Linked DNA regions of Sus scrofa: regions 1, 2 and 3 are each linked to region 4. A link is a contact called in public Hi-C, HiChIP or PLAC-seq and promoter capture Hi-C data. All regions are on one chromosome and are shown on one strand. The core of a region is the stretch at or near the end of the contact, and the rest is flanking DNA. Distances in the headings are between cores, read along the strand shown.

Region 1 (5,248 bases), core at 2,502-5,001, 300 kb before region 4:
CACGGCAACGCTGGATCCTTAACCCACTCAGCGAGCCCAGGGACCGAACCCACAACCTCATGGTTCCTAGTCGGATTCGTTTCCACTGCACCGTGGTGGGCACTCCTATTTTTTTATTTCTCAATTAACAAGTTTGGCCTCTTTTATTCTCCCTGTGAAATCATGGGCTCCCCAAGAGGTGCTGCTTTCCTACACCTAGTGTCACGCTGGGCTCGAAGTAGGTGTGGATGCCCCGAATCTAAGAGGAAACGACAGCCACACAAGCCAGAAGAACGTAAAAGATTGCTGAACTTGTGCTGCTGAAACCAACCATGATCAGCCATTAACATGCCCAGTTCCAGAGCAAATTTTTTTTTTTTTTTTTTTTTTACAGCCACACCTATAGTATATGGAAGTTCCTGGGCTCGGGGTCAAATTGGAGCTGCAGCTCAAACTGGAATCAAGTAGAAGCTAGACGGGCTAGTCAAATCCGAGCTACGTCACAGCCACAGCCACAGCCATGCAGGATCCCAGCCGCCACAGCTTGCAGCAATGCCAGATCCTTAACTCACTGAATGAGGTCAGGGATCAAACCCACATCCTCCCAGACACTATGTCCGGTTCTTAACCTGCTGAGCCACAACAGGAACTCCAGAGCAAATTCTTGTTTATTCTTCCTATGACTGGCCTTTGGCTAATACCATTTAGCTACCTATCCCTGGACAGAGTTTTTTGGTTTGATCTTTTTTTATTTTTTAGGGCTGCACCCTCAGTACATGGAGGTTCCCAGGCTAGGGATCCAATCGGAGCTGCAGGTGCCGACCTAGGCCACAGCCACAGCAGCGCCAGGTCCGAGCTGCTTCTGTGACCTACACCACAGCTGGTGGCAATGCTGGCTCTTTAACCCGCTGATGGAGGCCAGGGATCGACCCCGCATCCTTATAGATACTAGTCGGATTCTTAACCCGCTGAGCCACAACGGGAACTCCTGGACAGAGGTTTCGCCTGAACTTTACTGAGGATTTCTCTCTGCTATGGCTGCTCTGCAATAAACTTTGGTCTTTGCCCGTCCGAAGCTCTCTGGGGTTGGTATGGTGCCATCCCTGTGTCTATTTGCATGTTTTCCATCCTCCCAAATAGGCTGACTTGTGCGGATTACATAATTTGAAGATCTGCTTCTCCCTATTTCTGTTTCCCACCAAGGTGCCCCAGATGGGTATTACCCAACAGGTGCTATGTTTTCAGAACCGGGTTGGGGCCAAATGCTGACATTAGCCTGCTTTGGGGTTTGGGGCTGTGAAAAGGATCATTTCCTACGTGGATCCCATGCTTCCAGAGACTGTAGGGCGGAAGGTGGAGGGCTGTTCCCTAGACATGGAGGCTAGGAGCTTGGTCCTAGTCCCTGCTCTGGCCTAGGGAACTCCTGCCCTCTTGGAGCCCTGGTGCCTCCCCTCGGTCCCCATCTCTCTCAAGGCTGCGGTGGGCAGAGGGCATCTGGCAATGGAGCGGGAGGTGCAGGGACCTAGCCAGGGGTCTCACCAGCTCTGCACCAGCTGCACCGAGGGTGTGCTCAGCACCCGGTCGGGAAGCAGGTTGATCTCTTTCATGATGTTGGCCAGGCGCACTGGCAGCTCCTGCCTGAGGAAGGTGAACGAGGTTTTCTCACAGGCATTGCTGGATCCTGGTGGGAGAGGGAAGGGTGAGCCCCATAGAGTCATGAACCATGCACAGGAGCCAGGGGGTTTCTTGGGGGTCAGATCTCTAAAGCCTTCATTTCCTGAGGGTTCAGAAGAAGCCAAGGCACAGGACAAGGAGCCCCTCCTGACCTCTGCAGTGACCGCCACACCACCCAGCCTCATCCTTAGGGAGGCTGCATGCTCTCTCCACCTGCAGCTGAACCCAACCCCGGGGGACAGGGCCATCTGGGCTCACTGTGACCTCCATCCCAGCTTCTTCTCTTTCTTTCCCTCCCAGCAGACACACAACCCACTTTGAGGGGGGTGGATCCAAGTGGGCAGAGGAGCCTGGAAAATCTATCCCTACCTTGAGATGAGCACCCTCCCGCCCCTGGCTAAGGGGAGCTATGCTGGGACCACAGCAGCTGCAGGGTCCTGGTGTCACCTCTTTATGCCCATTGTAGGGCTGCCCCTACATTAATGCCCACCCACCTGTGAGGTGGACAAGGTTGAGAACCAGGGCCCAATACTTTGGTCTGGCTTCAAGATGAAGAGGTGGTGGAGGACTGGATGGGGCCATGGCCTAGAGTCAGGAGACCTGGGTTCTAAGTCCAGCTTCTGCTTCCAACTCTGTCACCCAAGGCACGTCACCATGCTTCTGAAGGTCTGCTTCCCCTGCTGTACCCCATCCTTCTGAAGGTCTGCTTCCCCCGCTGTACCCCGAGGGAACCAGACTCTACCCTGAGCCCTTCCCAGCTGTGACAGTTCTGTAACTGGGGTCCAGGCCGGGCTGGGCAGCTGCAGGGGGTTGAGAGGGGGCTCTGGAGGCTTTCCTACACGGGAGGAGCTCAGGCAGACAGGTCTTGGGGAACAGGTGCCCCGTGTCCTGACTGCCACCTTCCCCCGCCTGCCATCAGTGACGCAGCTGTAACCTGAGCCAGGCACTGTCTCTCCTCAACTCTTGAGAGAAGGGGCACCCCCCCTTCTAATCCCCAGCTGGCACCATGGAAACACGGTGGGAACAGACAGGGACCACACAATGCCTGTTTCAGTCACCACGTTGGCACAGCCTTGCTCTGGCTCCAGAGCCACCCCCAGAATGGTGGTGGTGGTGGGGGGTGTTAGGCCACCCTGGCACAAGAACCCAGGGGCAGCCAAGGGTGGGTACAAGGCACCCGACTGCACCTCACAGCGCCCCAGACCCCTGCCCAGCTGGAGACAGATGGCCAGGCCACAGCAGATTTGATCTTCAAGTGTCCTTGCCCACTGGGACAGCTGGAGGGCAGCTCCTTCAGTGGGCGGAGGTGTACTGGTCAGGGTGTCCCTCCTGTTGACTCATCTGAGAGAGCCCCTGCCCCCAACTGACCCCTCCACGTCTGCCCTGCACAGGTCTCCTTCCAGATGGCTGTGCCTCCCAGCCCTGCCTCCTTACAGCCACCAGCATCCCGGCCCATTTCTTCTCTGACCCTCACTCTTAGAATCGCCAGAACAACCCCAGGAACCCTTTCGTGCCTTCCAGCCCTAACATCACCGCCTCACTGCCCCTTCCTCACCAAGACCCCTCACAAAGCCCGAGAAGATACCTCCGATCCCTCCTCAGCGCCCCCACTTCCCACTGCCTAGTCTCTCCAGCCGGGGTGCCCTAACCCTTTTAAGGCCGGCTGCCTCCGGCCTCTCCGTTAACCCTCTCCTGCCTGGACCCCTGCAAGCCAACCCTTCCCGTCACTCGGTCTCTCTCAACCTCCGTGTTAACCCTTCACGGCCAGGACGCCTTCCTCCCCCCCAGCCCCCCCTCCCCCGCAGGTCCCGGTGGCCAGCCGCCTCCCGCCCCCTCGTACCGAAGTCCAGAAACTGCTTCATGGACAACGGGGACGGGGAGAACTTGCTGAAGTGCTCGATGTACTTGGGCGCCCCTGCCAGGGACGCATTCTTCAGTAGCGCGCGGACCCAGCGCATGGCAGCGGCGGCCGCGCCTCGGGCTCGGGCTCGGGCTCGGGCTCCGCACCCCGCGCGGGCAGCGTTGGCGCTCGGCTTGGCCCACTCGGGTCCCGCGCCGCCCAGGCCGCCTCCTCCCCACCACCGCCCTGGCGGGGCTCCGAGTCCGGCCAATCGGCTCGTCGCGGCGCCCCGACGTCGCCAATGGCCGCTCACAAACAACTTCCGGAGAGCCAATTGCCTCTCGCCCCGGCACGTGGCTGCCCCCTGGGCCCGCCCCCTTAACTCCGTGTTTGCCCGGAGCGGCCTGTTGTTTTCGGGAGGCCGGGCGGAGAGCCCGCCTCCCGGGTGTCACCCCGCCCTTCCTCCTCCCCGCCCATAGGGGTTAACCCCTCCCTTCCCAGAGGCTCGTTATTCCCATACCTATTCTACTCCTTCCTTTCCCCGCTCCCTCCTCAGACTCCTTCACGTCTCGTCTCTGAGATTGTTCCGGTAGCTGTCAGCGCACCCCATTTCCTCCCAAAGTGTCCCGATTCACCTATCTTGATTCCCATCTGCTCTCCCTTAGGGGGTCTAGTGGGTTCCCAATTCAGATGACAGTGACTCAGATTGAATGTTTGCTAACTTCGGGATCTGGATGCGAGCCCACGTCAGTCCCTCGTATCACAAAGATCCAAGCAGCTCATGAAAAGGCGGCATGTTGCTTTTCCAGTTAAAAAAGTCAGTCAACCTCCTAATTAACACCTGGAGGCGGCAGAGGCAACCCTTACCATCAGTGCTACAATGAAGTTTTCAAAAAACTTTTTTTTTTTTTTTTTGTCTTTTTAGGGCCGCACTAGCGGCACATGGAGATTCCCAGGCTAGGGGTCAAATCGGAGCTGTAGCTGCCGGCCTACGCCAGAGCCACAGCAACTCGGGATCCGAGCCGCGTCTGCGACCTACACCACAGCTCATGGCAACGCCGGACCCTTAACCCACTGAACGAGGCCAGGGATCGAACCTGCATCCTCATGGATGCTAGTAAGATTCGTTTCCGCTGAGCCACGAGGGAAACTCCCAAAACACTTTTATTTTTTTATTCTCTTCTCTTTGGACCTAAGAAAGCAACCTTTTTCGCTCTGAGCGTTCTTAGAGAAAGGTCCTGGGAGATGATTGGTGCTGGAGGCGGAGAGCCCGCCCTTCCTCAGCCAACCGGCTCTCTCGTGGGAACCCAGCGCGCGCCCTCTTGTGGTCGAGAGCGGTAAGTCCCTCGCTTCTCCCCCCACCCCCTTGAGGTGTTTTTCGCTGTTCAGTCGTGGGCTCACATTCACCAATGGCATAATAAATTTTAGGCTTTGTGCTGGGACAGGGAAAGAGACAAGATTGGGACACTGCCTTTTCCTTCGATCGTTTCATTTCTCAGTCTGGGAGAGAGCTGCATAAATAAATAAATAGTTATAACAGAATATGATTATAGCCTATGCAGAGCTATGAGCAAGGCCTCACAATGAAGGGGACTCTCTTAGCTGAATGAATAATAACCTATGTGCCAAGCACTGTTTGCATTCATTATCTCATTTACTTCTCAGGACAGCTCTATTGTGCTATTATTATCTCTATTTTGTAGATGAGGAAACAGGTTCAGAGGTCATTCTCAACTGCAGCTCTGACCGTGTTAC
Region 2 (5,868 bases), core at 1,672-4,171, 370 kb before region 4:
GCTCAGATGACCCTGACCACAGAAACACCACTTTCAGAGGCTGAGTCTCAAGGCCCCAGGGCTGGGAAGAGAAGCCAGCCTTGGCACCCAGCCTGGAGCTGTGCCCAGAGCACTAAGGGCTTGGGATTTATCGCAAATCAGGTCTCTCCCCGCCTTCATCACCTTTCTTTGCAGTTAACACCTGGTGTTTAAAACTAGCAAGCCCCGGAGGAAAGGCCTCAGAGGGCCCTGATCAGATTTGACGGCAGGTGGGAAAACAGGGAGGGACTTGATCTGGAGGAGGATTGGGAGCGGATTATCTCTTCCCTGTAGAAGCCTCTAGCCTTTTTAGCAAGAATGGAGAAAGGCACACACCCTATCTTCCTGTGTCATCCACTGTCACCTCAGTTTATCTTCTTAGGGCACAGAAAGGCTAAGGGACTTGGCCAAGGTCACACAGCTAGTAAATGGGGGAGCCAGGATTTGAACTTGGGCAGCCTGACTCCTGTGCTAACTTTGGGAACCACTCCCTATTCCAAGAGCACCCGAGTGACTCCACAAAGGATCAAGGGGAGAGAAAGAACAGTTAAATTACCCTGAGGCTCTGAGCTGGGAGATAAGTGAGGATGCAGCCTGAGGAATGAAAATTGGTCTCAGACCCTTCAGTTTGGGTGTGACCTGTCCCCCCACCCCAGTACCCGCCCTCCCCTCCCTATCCTCCTGGCAGGTGTGATCACTGCCTCAGGCGGGCAGGGACGGGTGGTGGTGATAACACCCCATTCCCCACCCCTTTCACAGGCCAGCCGGCCTGGCGCCAGACCCCAGGGAAGGGACGAGTAATGGCAAAGCATTCTTTGCTCCATAAAAGCTCCTTTGGGAATGCCGGCTGGGGGTGTCGCTGAGCGAACCCGGGGAGCCCAGGAAAGAATGATCCCACTCATTCGCCTCAGTCGTCCAAGCTCTGGGCTGACTCCAACCTTCCTGCATCCCGAAGTCCTTAAAGGGCTTTCACTCTTGGAAGTTTCGACATGGCCGAGCTGAGAGCATCCCAATAATTTCAGCTCACGCCAAGCTGCGGCTGGAAATGTTGGGGGTTCTGGGGGTGGGGTTGGGTAGGGGGGTGTCCGCTGGGTCTGACAGTTGGTTCTCAGCTCCTCCTCCCATCCTTAGAAGCTGGCTTCCCCACCTGGCCAGAAGCGTGGGCACAGACCCCTTGGGCTGGGACCAGTTAGAATGACTCACCAAAGGGTGTGGGAGATTCTGGGCAGAACACCCCAAGGCTCGCGCCCTCCCCCAATCCACACAAGAGCTTCTGAGGACACTCTGCCCAAACTCCCAGCCCCTACCTAGGTGAGACTTCTGTCTCACCTAGCTTCCTTAGTGAGGTAGGGGTGGGGCTTCAAGCCCCAGACAGGCGTTGGGAACCCAAGTCCCAAAGCCCCTGCTGAGAACCCAAATCTTCCTTCTCCCTTAGCCTCAAGATTGCCAGCCTCTAGATCCAATCCTGTGGTTCCTGGCCCCTCCCCGTCCCAATATTCAAGGTTCCCAGGCGGCTTCCCACACCCCATCCCCCACGCTCTTTTGCACGTGCTGACCGGTTTCTATCCCACAAAACCCGCACATTGGGGGGGCTGAGTGGATTCCTTTTGACAGCCCTTCTAGGCAAAGGGCGGGGGAGGGGGAAGTGGGAAATTGGGAAGAAGAGGAAGAGGATGGAAGGGAAGAGGGCGGGGGAGGAGGCAGAGGCCCCGCAGGAAGGCCTGAGATGCAGGAAGCAGCTGGGAGTGGGGGGAGGCTTTGTGCCTGAGTTGTTCTCTGGGTCCTAGGGTCCACAGTGTTCATCAGGTTCTGGGATCCGGGCGGTGAAGCGGTACATCTGGATCTGTCATGGTCTAGGGAGTGGACCTTCCCTCCCAGGCCCTGGCAGCTGAGAAAGGGGAGAGGGCAACCCCAGGCCTCTGGCTGTGTGTGTGGCGGGTGGGGGACCCTGAAGACAAGCTGCCAGGGTGGGGGATGTGAAGGCCCCTGCCACCCTTCCCCCTCCCTCCCCGCACACACATGCACACAGTGTGTCTTCAGATCAGAGACACAGCTAGAGCTCTCTCTGGTGAAACTCTGGCCCCAGGCTCCAGAATTCCTCCTCCCAAACACTTTCTTCCTGTTTGAGAGGCATGAGTGCCCTCGTCGGGGGCATGAAGATGGGGGACTCCGCTCCTCCTCTCCAGCCTGGGCGCAGGGGAGGACACCATCTGCAGACTTCCAGAGGTCAAAGGCCAGCTTCCGGCTGCCACCTGGGTGCTGAGGGGGGTTTCTCCCCTCCCCGTCCTTCTCCACCATCTCCGCGGGGCCAAGGTGTCACACCTTAAAGGGTGCAAAAGCTTTCCTAGGGGAGATTGTTCAAATGCAGGTTCCGGGGCCAGCCTCGGAGACTCCGCCTCACAAAGCTTGGGGGAGAGAGGATCCAGAAATCGGAATTTTTGAAAATTTCAAAGTGGATCATAATAGGGAGCTCCAAGGACCTTGAAGGAAATGATCGTTTGCCCCTCCCCACCGTTCTCCCGTCACGTCTGGGGTAGAGAAGGGCTGCACCGGAGACCACGATGGTGGATCGCCTCCCCCCCAGTATTTAGTAGGGGTACAGTTACGTGGGTTGTGAAAAGCCACAGAGGTTGGGATGGAAGGCTTCAGGAGGACTAGCCAGCCTCTGGGGTCAGGGCACGGCTGCGGCGAGGGACGGGCAGGGGAGGGAATACATTAGGGTGGAGGGGAAGGGGAGGGCTCACAGGCTCCGGCCCCGGAAATCCGATCCCTTTAGGACCCAGAGGTGCCAGTCCCCCAGCGGCGGCGGCGAGAAGGGCAGCCGCTCGGTCTCGGGCAGCCGCTGCTCGGGCAGAGCCAGAGAAAGACCGAGGCTCGGGGCGCGGGGGGGAGGGAGGGAGGGTGGGTGGCACGGCGGCGGAGCGGCTCGGGCCGGCCGAGCAGCCATGGGCGCCCAGGTGCCGGGCTCCCCGAGAGCCAAGGCCCCCGGCCGGGGTGGGGGGCGCCCGGGCTACCAGCCCCGCTGACACCGCCTCGGACGATGTGAGCCGGCGCCTCCGCCGCTGCTTCGCGGGCAGGGCGCGCGGTCCCACCCGCCCCGGCCGCCGCTTTTCTAATTTGGGTGGGGGAGACCGTACCAGGCCGCTCGGCCTTTGGCAGAGGGGCTGGCTGCCTTTGGCAGCTTGATTAGGGGAGGCGACCCACACAGGGAGCTGGGAGATTTTTTTTTTTTTAGCCTTTTTTTTTTTTTTTTTTTTTTTTTTTTAAAGCGAGGTTACTGTTTTTGGCAGCTGCTTTTGGGGGAAGCCTACAAAAGGCCTTTTGGGGTTCCTTTATTCTGGGGGAGGGGGCGGTGGTCCCGACTTGGCCAGCCGCCTGTTGGAAGGGGGGAGCGGGAAGCGTGGGGATGCGAACCCGGCTCCCCCCACTATGATGAAGACGGAGCCGCGGGGGCCCGGGGGTCCCCTCCGGAGCGCCTCCCCGCACCGCAGCGCCTACGAGGCGGGCATCCAGGCTCTGAAGCCGCCCGACGCGCCCGGGCCCGACGAGGCACCCAAGGCGGCCCACCACAAGAAATATGGCTCCAACGTCCACCGCATCAAAAGTATGTTCCTGCAGATGGGCACCACGGCAGGCGCGCCGGGCGAGGCGGGCGGCGGCGCGGGCCCCACCGAGGCCCTGCGGGCGCCCGAGCGCGGCGTGCGCCTGTCGCTGCCGCGGGCCAGCAGCCTGAACGAGAACGTGGACCACAGCGCCCTGCTCAAGCTGGGCACCAGCGTGTCGGAGCGCGTGAGCCGCTTCGACTCCAAGCCCGCGCCCTCCGCGCAGCCTGCGCCGCCGCCGCACCCGCCGTCCCGGCTGCAGGAGACGCGGAAGCTGTTCGAACGGAGCGTCCCGGCGGCCACGGGCGGCGATAAGGAGGCCGCGGCGGGCGGCTGCTGAGGCAGGAGCGCGCGGGCCTGCAGGACCGGAAGCTGGACGTCGTGGTGCGCTTCAACGGCAGCACCGAGGCGCTGGACAAGCTCGACGCCGACGCCGTGTCACCGACCGTCAGCCAGCTCAGCGCTGTCTTCGAGAAGGCCGACTCGAGGACCGGCCTCCACCGCGGGCCCGGGTTGCCCAGGGCCCCGGGCGCTGGGGCTCCCCAGGTCAACTCGAAGCTGGTCAGCAAGCGATCCCGGGTGTTCCAGCCGCCCCCGCCGCCGCCCGCCCCGTCGGGGGATGCCCCGGCCGAGAAGGAGCGTGGCCCCGGGGGCCAGCAGCCCCCGCAACACCGAGTGGCCCCCGCCCGGCCGCCCCCCAAGCCTCGGGAGGTGCGCAAGATTAAGCCGGTGGAGGTGGAGGAGAGCGGGGAGTCGGAGGCCGAGGCAGCGCCCGCGGAGGTGATCCAAGCGGAGGTGACGGTCCACGCGGCCCTGGAGAATGGCAGCGCCTTGGCAACCAGTGCCAGTCCCGCGCCCGAGGAACAGAAGGCCCAGGCGGCCCCCGAGGAGGAGGCAGCGACCGTGGCGGCGCCTGAGAGAGGGGTGGGCAATGGTCGGGCCCCGGACGTGGCCCCGGAGGAGGCGGACGAGTCCAAGAAGGAGGACTTCTCGGAGGCGGACTTGGTGGATGTGAGCGCCTACAGTGGGCTGGGGGAGGACTCTGGGGGCAGTGCCCTGGAGGAGGACGATGAAGACGACGATGAGGAGGGGGAGCCCCCCTATGAGCCCGAGTCGGGCTGCGTGGAGATCCCGGGGCTCTCGGAGGAAGAGGACCCGGCCCCGAGCCGGAAGATTCATTTCAGCACGGCGCCCATCCAAGTAAGTGAGCCCCCCTCCCCGCCCCCGCGCCGCCCCTGCCACGTGCACGCTGTCGCCCCCACCTCGCCAGCCTGCCAGCCTGGTTTGGCAGGCTGAGTCAGCCCTGTCACCCAGCCCCCTTCCCAGAAGTAATTCCCCGAGGGGGGCGTGGGGGACTTCCAGCTGTGCGTCAGAGCAGGAGGATTTTTTGGCCTGAGGCTGGGTGGCCTGCCCCGACCTGCCCCTGCAGGTTCCTCTGCCTGCTGCCCTGCCCGGCGCTGGGGCAGGGGCACAGCGCCCTGCCCCTGCGCGGCTGCTCGGACACCTGCAGAGGCTGCTGGAGGCGGGGGCTTGGGTGACGGGAGGATGTGCCTGACCTCAGGAGCGCCTCCGCACTTTGGTCCTTAACTCTCCTCTGGGCAGGAGGAGCCAGGGGAGCTTAGAAACACCCCCCTGCTTTCTCCCTGCGCTGGAGCTGCACAGGGGAGGGAGGAGCCGGGAACTTCCCAAAAGGAAGGGGCAGGGGCCGGAAGCCCTTCCTGCAGACTCTTCTGTAGCCCTCACCCCAACTTTGCAGAAGTGAAAGGAGGAAGCAAGTCTTTGAGGGTGAGCTGGGCTGGGGACATGTGACTGGGGGCCCTGTTCCCTGGGGTCTGTGCGGGGCCCACACCGGAGCTGGGGGTGCAGGGTTCCACAGGGGGCAGGCACCTTCCGCAGTTTTTGAGGAGGCTCGGAAAGGGGGGTGGGGCTGAGAAACCTTCAGGTGCCTGGCAGCTGCCCTCCTGCTTTTGCCCTTGGCCTTGACAGCCTCCAAGCACTCTTGCCTCATCCTCCTGGTGCCCTGAAAGAGGGATGGGAGCAGCCCTTTCGGGAAGAGGGGGGGGTGTCTCATCTGCCCCCCCAACACACACACACACACACACACACACACACACAATTGGTGATTGGTTTGTGGGTTTGTGCCAGTGCCCTGAGATCCTCAGGACAATGCTGATGGGGCTGGGGACATCCCCTGGGAGAACCAAGAACCCTAGCCTCCCACCCCACTTTCTACTACCCTCCCTTCTTG
Region 3 (5,850 bases), core at 1,426-3,925, 360 kb after region 4:
CTTGGCTCCAACCTGCACACCCGAGTGGGAAGAAGAGCTGAAGGGGTAAATGCTCTGGGTAGCAATAAACTGGATCCACTCCTAAAGCACCAAGGCTGCTCTTGCCCTAATTTTTGCACAATTGTATCAGTCCCAGATACCTTCCTCTGTATCCTTATCCTTTATCCGCCCCACCTCTCCACCTACAACCAGCTCAGGTCCCCACAATGCCCTCTTGTCATGTGAGCTTTCTTGCTGCCTTTGCTTCCCAGGACACGAGGTGGAGAAGTGGGAAAAAATACAGGGCTGAAACCTAGATGTGTGTTCTGCTCTAGTCTGGTTCTAACTAGGGGTGAGGGACCACAAGCAGGCCCACTTAACCTCTGAACGTCACCTTCCTTATCTGTAGAGGGATAATGGGTGGTAATGATACTTGAGTGGAATGGTGTAGGTACAAAGACTGGAAAATTATAGAACATATAAAAATTAGTTTCTTTTCCTATTTTCAGCATTCCTGCTAGTGAGATTAGAACTGAAGCAGGTGGAGTTCCTGTCATGGTGCAGTGGAAACGAATCCGACTAGGAACCATGAGGTTGCGGGTTTGATCCCTGGCCTCACTCAGTGGGTTAAGGATCCGGCGTTGCCGTGACCTGTGGTGAAGGTCACAGATGTGGCTCAGATCCCCTATCTTGGGAACCTCCATATGCTGTGGGTGCAGCCCTAAAAAGCAAAAAAAAAAAAAAAAAAACAGTCGAAGCAGACAATGCAAAGGCTATTTTTGCAGGATTCTAGAGCATCCTGCCTTGTGTTTCTTGGCCACAGCCCGCCTACCCAGCCACTTCAACATCCTTCATTATTCATTCATTCAGCAAATACTTATTGAGTGTCCACTGTGTGCCAAGCACTGTTGTATGTTCTGGGAATAGAACAATGGAGAGAGCAGACTAAACATTCAGCTCTCATAGAGCTTGCATTCTGGTAGGCAGTGGAAAAGACTGTGGGCGGGTAAGGCAAACTCATACCACCTGAAGAGTTCTGCCATCCATAGCTCTGATCATTCATGCCAAGCGGGGGCAAAGAAGGGGGACAGAGAGGGTAGGAATGCAAGGAAAAGACGTTGAAAGAATTCAGTCCTACTAGAATCCAGAAATGGGCCTGGTTTCATTACAATTATGTGTCCATATACCAGTTGGGTAGTAGCCCAGCTAAGAAGGCAAAACCTGAATCTAATGATGAGGAAACATCAGACAAATGCAAAATGAGAAACATTCTTTTTTTTCCCCTCCCTGTTTTAATGTAATAAAAAGCAAGGAAAGTTGAAGACAAATTAAAGATGACTAAAGAGACATGAAAAATAAACACAAGACCTAATCTTGGACTGCATCCTGTACGGAGCAGGGGCGTGTGTGTGTGTGTGTGTAGACTGCTACGAAGTTCACTATTGGATCACTGGGGGGAAAGTGGAATGCAGAGAGTAGATGGAACTTATTAAAGATATATAAGAGGATATCCTTACTCTTAGAAAATACAAAGAGAGAGAAGCGAGGGAGGGAGAGGAGGCAACAACTTATAAGATGTGAAAATTAATAAAGAGAAAGCTCATTTTACATTGAGCCAGGAAGGCCAGAATAGGGAACTCTCACACCCTACCAACAGCTAGAGACCCAAGAGGAAGAGCTACCATTGCATCCCCAACAGGAAGAAGGGTACCACTTTTCTATCCAGGAGGAGGAAGGAAATTTTTCTCCTCGTCCAGCAACAGCCCAGCCAATAAGAGACCGTCACAATTCAGCCAATAAAAAGCCACTACACTTCAAATTGTTTCCTCTAACTCTTTGTTTATAACAGCCCCTCCCAGCTCCCCCTTCTCCAACATAAAAAAAGGTCTTTTTTGCTCTGCACACTTGCCTGCAGGGTGCCAAAGTTTGCATGTCCAGAATTGCAATTCAGTGATGTTCCCAAATAAACCCAATTTACTGGTAAAATAACTGGCTGTTTTGTTGTTTTAGAGCGACAAAGCAAATGGAGCAAATTGTCAGCAAAAGATGAACCTTCAGTAAGGTTTTCACGTGTTCTTTGTACGATGCATGCAACCACTCCAAAGAGACTTTAAAAAAAAAAAAAAAAGTACCCATGGGACCCTAACTTTAAGCCCAACCCCTTTGCTAAATTGGTGCAAGACCCTGAATGAATCCCTTTCTATCTGGGCCTCATTTTCTAGTCCAGATGGTTTCTAACGTTCCCTGGCTATCCATGTCCCACAACTCAAAACACTTCTTTCTTTGGAAAGAAAAGAAGACAGCCCCTTCACCTCTCAGCCTACCGGTTACTTCACAACTTTCTCCAAAGTGATCAACCTTTCCTCTGCCCATCCTCGCCACCTACCAGCAGTCTCAGCCACTCTTTCCTAGAGCCTTAGGGCCCATCTTCGGGGGCTCTAGGATCGCTTCAGAACAGGCACGTGCATTTCTCTCCCAAGAAACTACAGCCCCCAAAAGGCTTTGCGGCAACCCTGGGCATTTAGTACCACCAAAGAGAAAAAGCTTTCAGCTCGGGCCGGCCGCTGCATGGCTTTTTGGGAATTGTAGTTCCCGTGCGAAGAGCCCGGGAACCAGGGTACCGCCGCAAGCCACGCTTCCCAGAACGCACAGCGCCAGTCCCTGCCAATCAAAGACGCGGATCTTGGAAGGAGAGCTGGGGGGAAGAGGAGGAGCTGCGCGGCGCATGCGCGGTATGTGTGGCTGGGGAATTCATGTGGAGGTCAGAGTGGAAGCAGGTGAGAATGGAGCAGGGTGGTTGCGGCCCCCGACGGGTTGTCTCCGTGGTCCCTCTGAGCTCCCATGCCTTGAAGTTTGGGCCGGTGGGACGAGTGCGTGGGTCCACCTGGTGTCGGAAGGGAACGGGGGTGAGCCTGGGAGGAGGTTGCGTTAGAGTAAGGAGGTGTGTATGGGGGCAGGGTGAGGAATAATCCAGAAGCTGTTAGAAATGGAAAGGCTGAGGGGTCAGGACCGGGAATTCAGGTCTGGTAGAGAAATATTTAAATGCACGGGGAGAGGTCAGGGTAGTCTCAGAAGTTGTGATCTGGGGAGGAGGGAGGGGAGGCCGAAGTGGATGACCACTATGGGGCGGAGCAAGACAAAGTTAAGTGCTTGAGTGGATTCGAGTGAGATCGGCGTTGCTCCCGCCCACCCCGCCCCTCTCCCTCTCGCTTTGCAGCCGTTTAGGGCCTTTCTGGCCCAGTTGGTTCTTGTGGTGTGTTGGCCCCAGAATGTCATCCAGCCTGTGCTTCCGTAACAACAGGTCGTTCTCAATCCCGGATGATAAGCAGCAGCAGGGTCAGGAGTTTAGCTCTGCCTTCTAGAACGAGACCTCCAGGTTCTAATCCTGGTTGCATCACTGCTAGCTGTGTGATCTTAGGCTCCTCCTGTGACCTCTGTGTGCCTCAGTTTCCTCCTTTGTAGTAATCCTCATAGAGGTTGATGTGAGGAAGACTGCCTAGTGTCATTCTTTTGCTGTTGTAATCACATTCTTTTCTGAGCCCAAATTCCAAGGAATTAACCACACAGACTCTCCTGGGGCCTGCCTCTCCAGGAAAGGGGAGGGTGGTCTGGTGTGGTGCTAAGTATCAAGTATCAATCCCATAATCCCATGCCCTCTTCCTTTTTTTTTTTTCCTTTAGGGCACTGCACCCAAGGCCTGTGGAGGTTCCCAGGCTAGGGGTCGAATTGGAGCTGCAGCTGCCGGCCTATAGCACAGCCACAGCAACGAGGGATCGGAGCCACATCTGCAACCTGCACCACAGCTTGTGGCAACACCAGGTCCTTAATGCACTGAGCGAGGCCAGGGATCGAACCCACATCTTCATGTATACTAGTCAGGTTCATTAACCACTGAGCCACGACAGGAACTCCTGCATTTTGAACCACCTGCCCCAGGCCCCCTTTTTTCCTTTTGTTTCTTTTTGTTTCCTGTTTGGCTGCCCCACAACATATAGAGTTCCCAGGCCAAGGATCATACCCAAATCGCAGTTGCAGCAACACCAGATCCTTTAGCCCACTGTGCTGGGCCAGGGATTGAACCTTGGTCCTGGCACCGCAGGGATGCCACTGACCCGTTGTGCTGGAACATCCCCAGGCCCCTTTTCTTAAGTGGTAGAAAAAAAGCAGCAGAAAAAAGAAAAGCAAAGGGATTGATAATACCCTTTGAAAGCTGCAGAGTGTTATTTATGAAATGTCCTTCAGTGGATGATTCAAAGCTCTCAAGAATGGGGAAATAATGGAGTTCCCGTTGTGGCTCAGTGGTAACAAACCCGCCTACTAACCATAAGGACAAGGGTTCGATCCCTGGCCTCGATCAGTGGTTAAGGATCTGGTGTTGCGGAAAGCTGCCTTGTAGGTCAAAGATGAGGCTCAGATCTGGTATGCCTGTGACACAGGCTGGCTACTACAGCTCCAATTTGACTCCTAGCCTGGGAGCTTACATGCGCCACACGTGTGGCCCTAAAATGACCAAAAACAAAAAAACAAAAAAAGAATGGAGAAATAAACAGCCAGCTTCAGAAGTACCCGTGATGTCTCAGAGAGGGCTTTCTCTCGGGATTTTGGGATCTAGTCTTTTGTTTATTTTATTTTCACCCCTAGGTGTGAGTGGGTCCAGCAGAAGGAGACATGGCTGCCAAGGTGTTTGAGTCCATCGGCAAGTTTGGCCTGGCCTTAGCCGTTGCAGGAGGCGTGGTGAACTCTGCCTTGTATAATGGTGAGACACTGAAGGGTGGTGGGCCACTGCCCTTTGCCAGAAGATGTCTGTTGGTCTGCCTGGCCCATGTGACACTCCTGTGGGCAGCCGCTGTCCGTGAATGTGTTTGTGACCAAAGACTGACCTGCCACCATCCTAACACCGTATAGTTGCATTGTCATCAGAGCCTCTGTCCCTGTAGCTGTAAGGTTCTCTCGGAGCCTAGATTCACAGAGAGCCTCCCAGCCCAGTTTGGTGTTTCCGGTTGCTCTTGTTCTTTACAGTGATGCTGCAGCAGAGTGTCAGGGTTTCTCTGGCCAGCTGAAATGGAGATCTCGTTTGTTCCCTTCTGCCTGTGTGGGGGATAACTCAAGGGCTTTAGACCTTTGGTGACCTTGTCCTTGTCCTGAACAGGAGCTTTTGCTCTGCTGTGGTTGGGTCATTCCAGAGAAAATAGCGTTGAGATGCATTGCCCAGCTTTCAGCAGTGTGGCAGGGCTTTAAGCTGGTTTTTCATCCACTTTCTTGTGTGACCCTAGGCAAGTCACTTTTCCCTCCCCAGGCCTCAGCTTTCTCATGGTCGGGCAACAGTGTTGAACTAGTGTATGTGTAAGACCGCGTCCAGCTCTGATGTTCTTGAACTTTCACTGTTGGAAAGCAGCAGTGGACTGACCCAACTCACGGAGGATTACTTTCAGGGTAAAGACAATCGAACCAGGGAGTCCCCTTTGTGGCCCAGTGGTTAACGAACCCAACTAGAATCCATGAGGATGTGGGTTCAATCCCTGGCCTCACTCAGTGGGTTAAGGATCCGTCATTGCCATGAGCTGTGGTATAGGTGGCAGATGCGGCTCAGATCCTCCATTGCTGTGGCCGTAGTGTAGGCTGGCAGCTACAGCTCCAATTAGGCCCCTAGCCTGGGAACCTCCATATGCCACGGGTATGGCCCTAAAAAGCAAAAAAAAAAAAAAAAAAGATAATTGAACTGACCACAAAGTGCAAAAAGGCAGATATACTCTGATCTTTTTGGCCAGCCCTGCATGGCTAGACATCATCACCATCACTCATTTCTCTCTCAGTCAGCAAGACAGCTCTGTAGCCCCTTAAAACCGTAGAGAAACCAAGCTATTGGAAGTA
Region 4 (5,874 bases), core at 701-3,200:
GTGGCGTAGGCCAGCAGGTGTAGCTCTGATTTGATGCCTAGCCTGGGAACCTCTGTATGCCACAGATGCACCCCTAAAAAAAAAAGCAAAAAAAATTTTAAACCATAAAGAGAGATGCATTTGCTTAAAAAAAACATACAAGAAGCAAAAACAAACAAAAAGCCCCCTTAGGATCAGATGTGTTTAGAATTCATAATTTTTTAGAAAGGAATAGTCTGCATACATCCTGCAAATAACACCCTTTCTGCAGCAAAATATATGTACAATCACACTAAATGAGACACAAAAACTGTAAATAGCCTCAGAACAGTTTAGAACAGGTTCTGCCAAGAAATAAGTTACTAAAAAACACACATTTTCAAGAACTCTTTGTACTTGGGGATTGCAAAAAGGAGACTGTGGGCCTATTCCAAGACACCAGTACTATTTGGTGAGCCTTAACATAAATACCACCTATCAATGTAGGTCATTTTGGAGACATTAAAAAATGTAAATATTTGAAAGCCTCTGTGAAGAGAAAGATTTCTGCAGAAATGAGCAAGACCACCACCCAGCGTTCCAAATATTTCAAGGATAATCTGCCAGGAAATGAGTGGAGGATCCACAGAGAATCACCAAAAATTAAGATGAAAGGGGAGTCTTAAAGGTCATCCAATCCAATTACCCAGCTATTTGAATCCCTAATCATCTCTGCCCATCCCTTCCTGGCATGACCCTGGAGCTCAGCTCTCCTCTACTGCTTTCACCAACTACTTCCCATCTTACTCCAGAGCAGATTAAATTGCTCCACTTCCCTCCCATTAATCTTTATTACTGCCAAGTAGAGAATTTACTAAACCCTTCTACAGTTATTTAAATGTCTGTTTTCCTCTCAGACTCTGATTCCTTAAGCCAGTGATCATGTCTAATTAATTTTCGAGTCCTCGGCAACCAGCACATAGCGAAGAGTCAATAAACGTTTGTTGAACTGAATTAGATTTGTCCTGTAGTCCAGGCTCTGTCATTGCCTAATTGAGTGGCTTGGGGCACTCCCTTAAGCCTCTGCTTAGCTGAGAAAAGGGATGGGGGTGTCCCTAGATGACATCGTCAAGTCCCATTTAATTCTAGGAAGTTTCCGATTTACGAACTTCATTTTCTAGGCGCTGTCCAACTAAGCACATAAGGGAAAACCGCAGCTTAGGTGCAACAGGCCTGGAAGGGATCCCTCGGGAGTGGGCGCTGCTTCTCTACCACCCAGTCCTCTGCTTTGTTGTGTCCTCCGCGGGGAAAGGAAGGATACTCCCCAAACCCCGCCTCTCCTCCTATGAGCATCACCATACGGATGGGAGGGGACTCGTGCCACCCAATCGCGGTCCCGCTAAACCGCGCCCCCACAGGACAGACTGCCAAGCCCCGCCAATCAAGAGAAGAGGGATCGTTCTCTACATCCAGTCGGAGAGCGGTAGAGCCGGGCCTAGACACCGCCCCCACACGCGGGGAGGTGACCGTTGGGCCCAAATGGGCGGTGTCGCCAGCCAATCAACATGCTTCTAGACGTTTCAGCGACCAATTGCCGAGAAGAACGCCTCCGAGCCAGGCAAGCAGAGGGCGGGAATAGGTGCAAGCATAGGCCGAGGCCACAGTCGGGCCCACATTTTTCTGTTGGGTATGGACAGAAGCGAGGGTTGCTGAGCTAGGTTCAGGGAAGCGGGAAGTTGGAACCCAACCACTGTGAGGCGTGGCCAACTGCGTCACTCTTCTCAATCGACTGCCCTTTAGAAACCCGCCATCCCTCCTGTCCCGTTCCTCTCACCTTCCTTCGCGGCATTGCCGGCGGCTGCGGCCCGACGGTTCCGATTCGGGCAGCGGCGGCAGCAGCAGTGGGAACGGTGGCTCCGGCGGGCTCCGTGGCGGCCTCTGTAGCAGTCCCAATCCTGCGGACGATCCCAAGTGCCTCCTGCTTCACAGCGTCTAGACCTTTCTGCGCAGGCGCCGCGGGCTGAGGCGCTTTTTCCTCCACTTCCGGCTGAGGCTTGCGTCACCTGACGTTAGGGCCAGAGAGGATTCTGGGAGGTTTCCCCCTCCGGTGAGGCTAGCGGGAGCCATTTTGGAATTGGGCAGAAAGTGGCAGCGACAGTGGAAACTGGGGCCCGCCATTTTTAGTTAGGGGAATGGCATCCTCTGTAGGCGTGGGTAGCCATTCCTGTTTGGGGCAGAAGCCTGACAGTTGAAGTTAACAGTTCTCATCTTTACAATGGGCAAAATTTCCCTTCCCTTTGGTTTTAATTTCTGAAGTCGAGGAAAGAAAGCCCCAGAATCCATCAGGTTGCTGAGGTTTAACCCCTTAGTCGCCGAATTGGCTAAAGGACGTTTCCCTTTATCACATAAACTCAAAATTGGGAAGGGCTATTTTGCACAAGAAACTATTTTAAGAGCCATTCGGTGTCTCACAGTGCTGGGAATGGGGGCTTGTGAAAGGACAGAAAGAAGGTAGCGTCCTTCATGAAGAAGTTTCTTGTCTGGTAGAGGAGACATTGTCCTTGCCTTTAGCGAACCGCAAGTATGTTGATCCGTTCACTCGCGAAAGGAGACACAACCATTCTCCAGAAACTGTTGCTCCAAAGAATTACCAGTTTAGCTCTGTGGTGAGCACACCCACTTCGTCCCCTCATCCTGTATGGGTTTGAGAGCCTTGGGTGGCCCTCGGGATGAGTGTGTGTGTGTGTGTGTGCGCGCGTGCGCGGTACCAGAGTTGGAAAAGCATTGAACCCCATTAGCCCAAGTGACCTCTCGAAATCCAGACGCTTGAGTCAGGAGTTGGAGGAAGAGGAAGGAATATTTTTAGTAAAGCTGGAGCTCAGAAAGGCATTGATGTTAGCTGCCTAGAAAGGAGAAGTTGGTGGAAGATGTAAGGTTGGCAGAAGAGCGGTAAGAAAAGGCTGAGAAGTGAACAGCAAGCGTTGAGGATTTAACCTCGCTGGGAGAAAAGCCTTGTGTGGAGTAAAGCTTTGCCCAGAGACTGGGAGGAAAAAAAAAAAAAAAAAATCCAAGAGTCATTAAGTTAGGATCCTGGAGCCCGTTTCACCTGAGGCTAGCTAAGATGGAGATTTCCCCCTGGAGCTGAACTAAAGAACAAAGCAGCAGAAGGTAAACATCTGATTGTTGTGCTAAGCAGAGGACTCAGAAGGATTAGAGTTCCAGACCCTTATTTAGCACTCTCCTTGGGTGTATCCTGGGCTGGTAATAACACAGGCAGCTGTTAGTATTTAGGTTTTAATGTTTACCATAAACACCTTTAAATGGCCTACTTAGGTTGAACTGCACAAAAGAACTTATTTAATTTCACACTATTACTGTTATTTTGCACCTACTCGGGTGTTCCCAAGGTTACTCTTGGGTGTTCTGGCTCCCCAACTACTGGTAAAGAGCACTTATGTTAAGACCATATCTCGGGAGTTCCCGTTGTGGCCCAGTGGTAACAAACCCGACTGGTATCCATGAGGATGTGGGTTCCATCCCTGGCCTCAGTGGGTTAAGTATCTGGCATGGCCATGAGTTGTGGTGTAGGTCCCAGATGTGGAACTTCCATGTTCAAACTTCCATATGCTGTGCGTGCGGCCCTAAAAATAAAGTAAAACGAAACAACAACAAAAAAAGCGTATCTCTCTTCTTTTATACCATCCTTAATGGCAGCCAGACTGTGCTCTACCCATAGTAAATTCTTGTTCCTCAATCAAAATATGTTTACTGTTTCACACTGTCAGAATGTCTAGCCCTCAAAGATGGTGAAGTATCCCTCCCTGGGAATTAGCATATGAGAATAAAATCTTATCCTGACTTAGCCATTCATCATACAAATACCAACATTACAAATGTTCCACATTAATCCCTCGCACTGCATTTTCAAACACTGCAGCTAACACCGAAAGAGTTTACAGTTTCATTGAGACATGCCTTGTCCTTGAAGAGCATACCCTCCAGCAGAAATTAGCTCGTGATGCACGAACTGCTGGTTTAAAGCCTTTGACCGGGCCCCTGACAATCCTCATCCGCCAGACTTTGCAAAAGTGGTCCTACTATTCTCCCTGTCTTTGCGCTCTCACACAGGCTTTTCTTCCTGCCTTGATGCATCTCCCGACCATCTTTAAAATTTGCTTTCTTCAGAAGGTCTCTCCTGATGTATTCTTTCTAAGGTAGTAGGGCACAGTGATATGTTAGTTTGTACTTACTGATTTATATATACTTTACAGTTTGGTAGGTGTTCTGTTTCACTCCTCCCGAAACAAGTAATAGGAACATAACTCCTATTTATTTTATTCATCAGCTGTTCTCGTGTCCAGTACTGGGCTCTGATGTCAGATCTGGATTTGAATTTCAGTCCTGCTACTTTGTCTGCTTTGCTCTTGGACAAGTTTTAAAAGGTATTGGTGCCTCAGATTTCTCAGCTGTGAGGTCAAGATACCAATAGCCATGTCACAGGGCTGTTATAAGGATTAAAGGAAATGATTGTTGTAAAGCGCTTAGCACAGTCCCTGACAGAATAAGCGCTCAATAAATAGCCATTATTACTGATCATTATAATTTCAGTCACCCTAGTCATGGCTGGACTATCCTAATGATTGTGAAAAATAACTTTCCATAGTCTTAGTGGTTGTTTGTTTTTGTCTATTGAGACTCGCTTCAGTGCAGGAGGCTCCGAATGTTACCGAGGCATTATGTATTATATATTATATATTGAGTTAAAGCATTAAAACACTGTGTTTCGGGAGTTTCAGTCGTAACTCAGTGGTTAGCGAATCTGACTAGGAACCATGAGGTTGCAGGTTCGATCCCTGGCCTCGCTCAGTGGGTTAAGGATCCAGCGTTGCCGTGAGCTGTGATGTAGGTGGCAGATGCAGCTCGGATCCTGAGTTGCTGGTGGCTCTGGCGTAGGCCTGTGGCTACAGCTCCGATTGGACCCCTAGCCTGGGAACCTCCATATGCCGCTGGAGCGGCCCAAGAAATGGCAAAAAGACAAAAACCAACCAAACAAACAAACAAAAAAAACCCAACATTGTGTTTCCCCAGGCCAGGAAGCTTGTCGTTCCAGAGCACGACAGAGTATTAATGGAACAGCAGAAAGATAAGCAAAGTTCAGAAGTGGTACAGAGAAGGACACTGAGGGTTTGGAAAAGGATTCATACAGAGATGAAGTAAGAGTGGAACTTCACAGGACGATTAAGTTTGCCAATGGACCTGGAGAACAGGGGCTTTCCAGGCCAAGGGAACAGCCTGTGCAAAAGCGCAGACCTGTGGAGCAGGACTGTGTGGGGGTGACTAAGGGCATGCAGGGGTTGCAGTGATTGACAAAAGAAGAGGCAGGAATAATTTGGGGAACCAGGTCCTGCAGAGTCTTGAATGTTCTGCTGAGAAGCCTGAGCTGGAGGTGAGGGGACTCTCTGAAGGACTTTAAGCAAAGAAGTCTAACGACTTGACTTGCACTTTGTTTTTCATTTTTATTTTTTTGTCTTTCCTAGGGCCACACGCATGGCATATTGGAGGTTCCTAGGCTAGGGGTCACATCAGAGCTACAACTGCTGGCCTACACCACAGCTCACGGCAACGCCAGATGGTTAACCCACTGAGCAAGGGCAGGGATCGAACCCGCAACCTCATGGTTCCTCGTCAGATTCGTTAACCACTGCGCCACGACGGGAATGCCAACTTGCACTTTAGAGATCTCTATTTGGAAGCTGTGAGGAGGACTGATCAGAGTGGCAGTTAGAATGGTGCCATAATGGAGTTCCTGTCGTGGCGCAGTGGTTAACGAATCCGACGAGGAACCATGAGGTTGCGGGTTCGATCCCTGGCCTCGCTCAGTGGGTTGACGATCCAGCGCTGCCTTGAGCTGTGGCG

What was found. Promoter capture Hi-C pulls out the DNA fragments that hold promoters and counts their contacts. Hi-C and Micro-C count contacts between places; a contact is called where the count stands out from the background. HiChIP or PLAC-seq counts read pairs in DNA pulled down with a chosen protein or histone mark.
Region 1: a promoter capture Hi-C map of liver shows a contact between it and region 4, with 2.9 times the contacts expected there. The contact joins the promoter of PDK2 here to the promoter of KAT7 in region 4. A contact is called at or near these places in 1 of 5 promoter capture datasets (liver) and 1 of 47 Hi-C or Micro-C datasets (liver).
Region 2: a contact with region 4 is called in an H3K27ac HiChIP or PLAC-seq map of alveolar macrophages. The contact joins the promoter of PPP1R9B here to the promoter of KAT7 in region 4. A contact is called at or near these places in 1 of 47 Hi-C or Micro-C datasets (heart right ventricle) and 1 of 2 datasets of contacts at active chromatin or transcription factors (alveolar macrophages).
Region 3: a contact with region 4 is called in a Hi-C map of liver, with 9 times the contacts expected there. The contact joins the promoter of PHB here to the promoter of KAT7 in region 4. A contact is called at or near these places in 1 of 5 promoter capture datasets (liver), 5 of 47 Hi-C or Micro-C datasets (epiblast stem cells, heart right ventricle, liver and 1 more) and 1 of 2 datasets of contacts at active chromatin or transcription factors (alveolar macrophages).

Annotation. Positions count from the first base shown.
Region 1 is chr12:26,273,065-26,278,312 of Sscrofa11.1, reverse strand. It overlaps PDK2 (pyruvate dehydrogenase kinase, isozyme 2), which reads right to left and starts at 3,751. Exons shown (of 11, transcript XM_021067148.1): 1 at 3,494-3,751; 2 at 1,519-1,660. The coding sequence starts at 3,611.
Region 2 is chr12:26,334,142-26,340,009 of Sscrofa11.1, reverse strand. It overlaps PPP1R9B (neurabin-2), which reads left to right and starts at 2,921. Exons shown (of 11, transcript XM_003131593.5): 1 at 2,921-3,946; 2 at 3,949-4,820. The coding sequence starts at 3,448.
Region 3 is chr12:25,606,518-25,612,367 of Sscrofa11.1, reverse strand. PHB (prohibitin) reads left to right here and starts at 2,675. Exons shown (of 7, transcript XM_003131560.6): 1 at 2,675-2,756; 2 at 4,621-4,735. The coding sequence starts at 4,648. LOC106505435 (a long non-coding RNA gene) reads right to left here and starts at 2,444. Exons shown (of 3, transcript XR_002337165.1): 1 at 2,366-2,444.
Region 4 is chr12:25,967,052-25,972,925 of Sscrofa11.1, reverse strand. KAT7 (lysine acetyltransferase 7) reads right to left here and starts at 1,950. Exons shown (of 15, transcript NM_001195359.1): 1 at 1,793-1,950. The coding sequence starts at 1,807.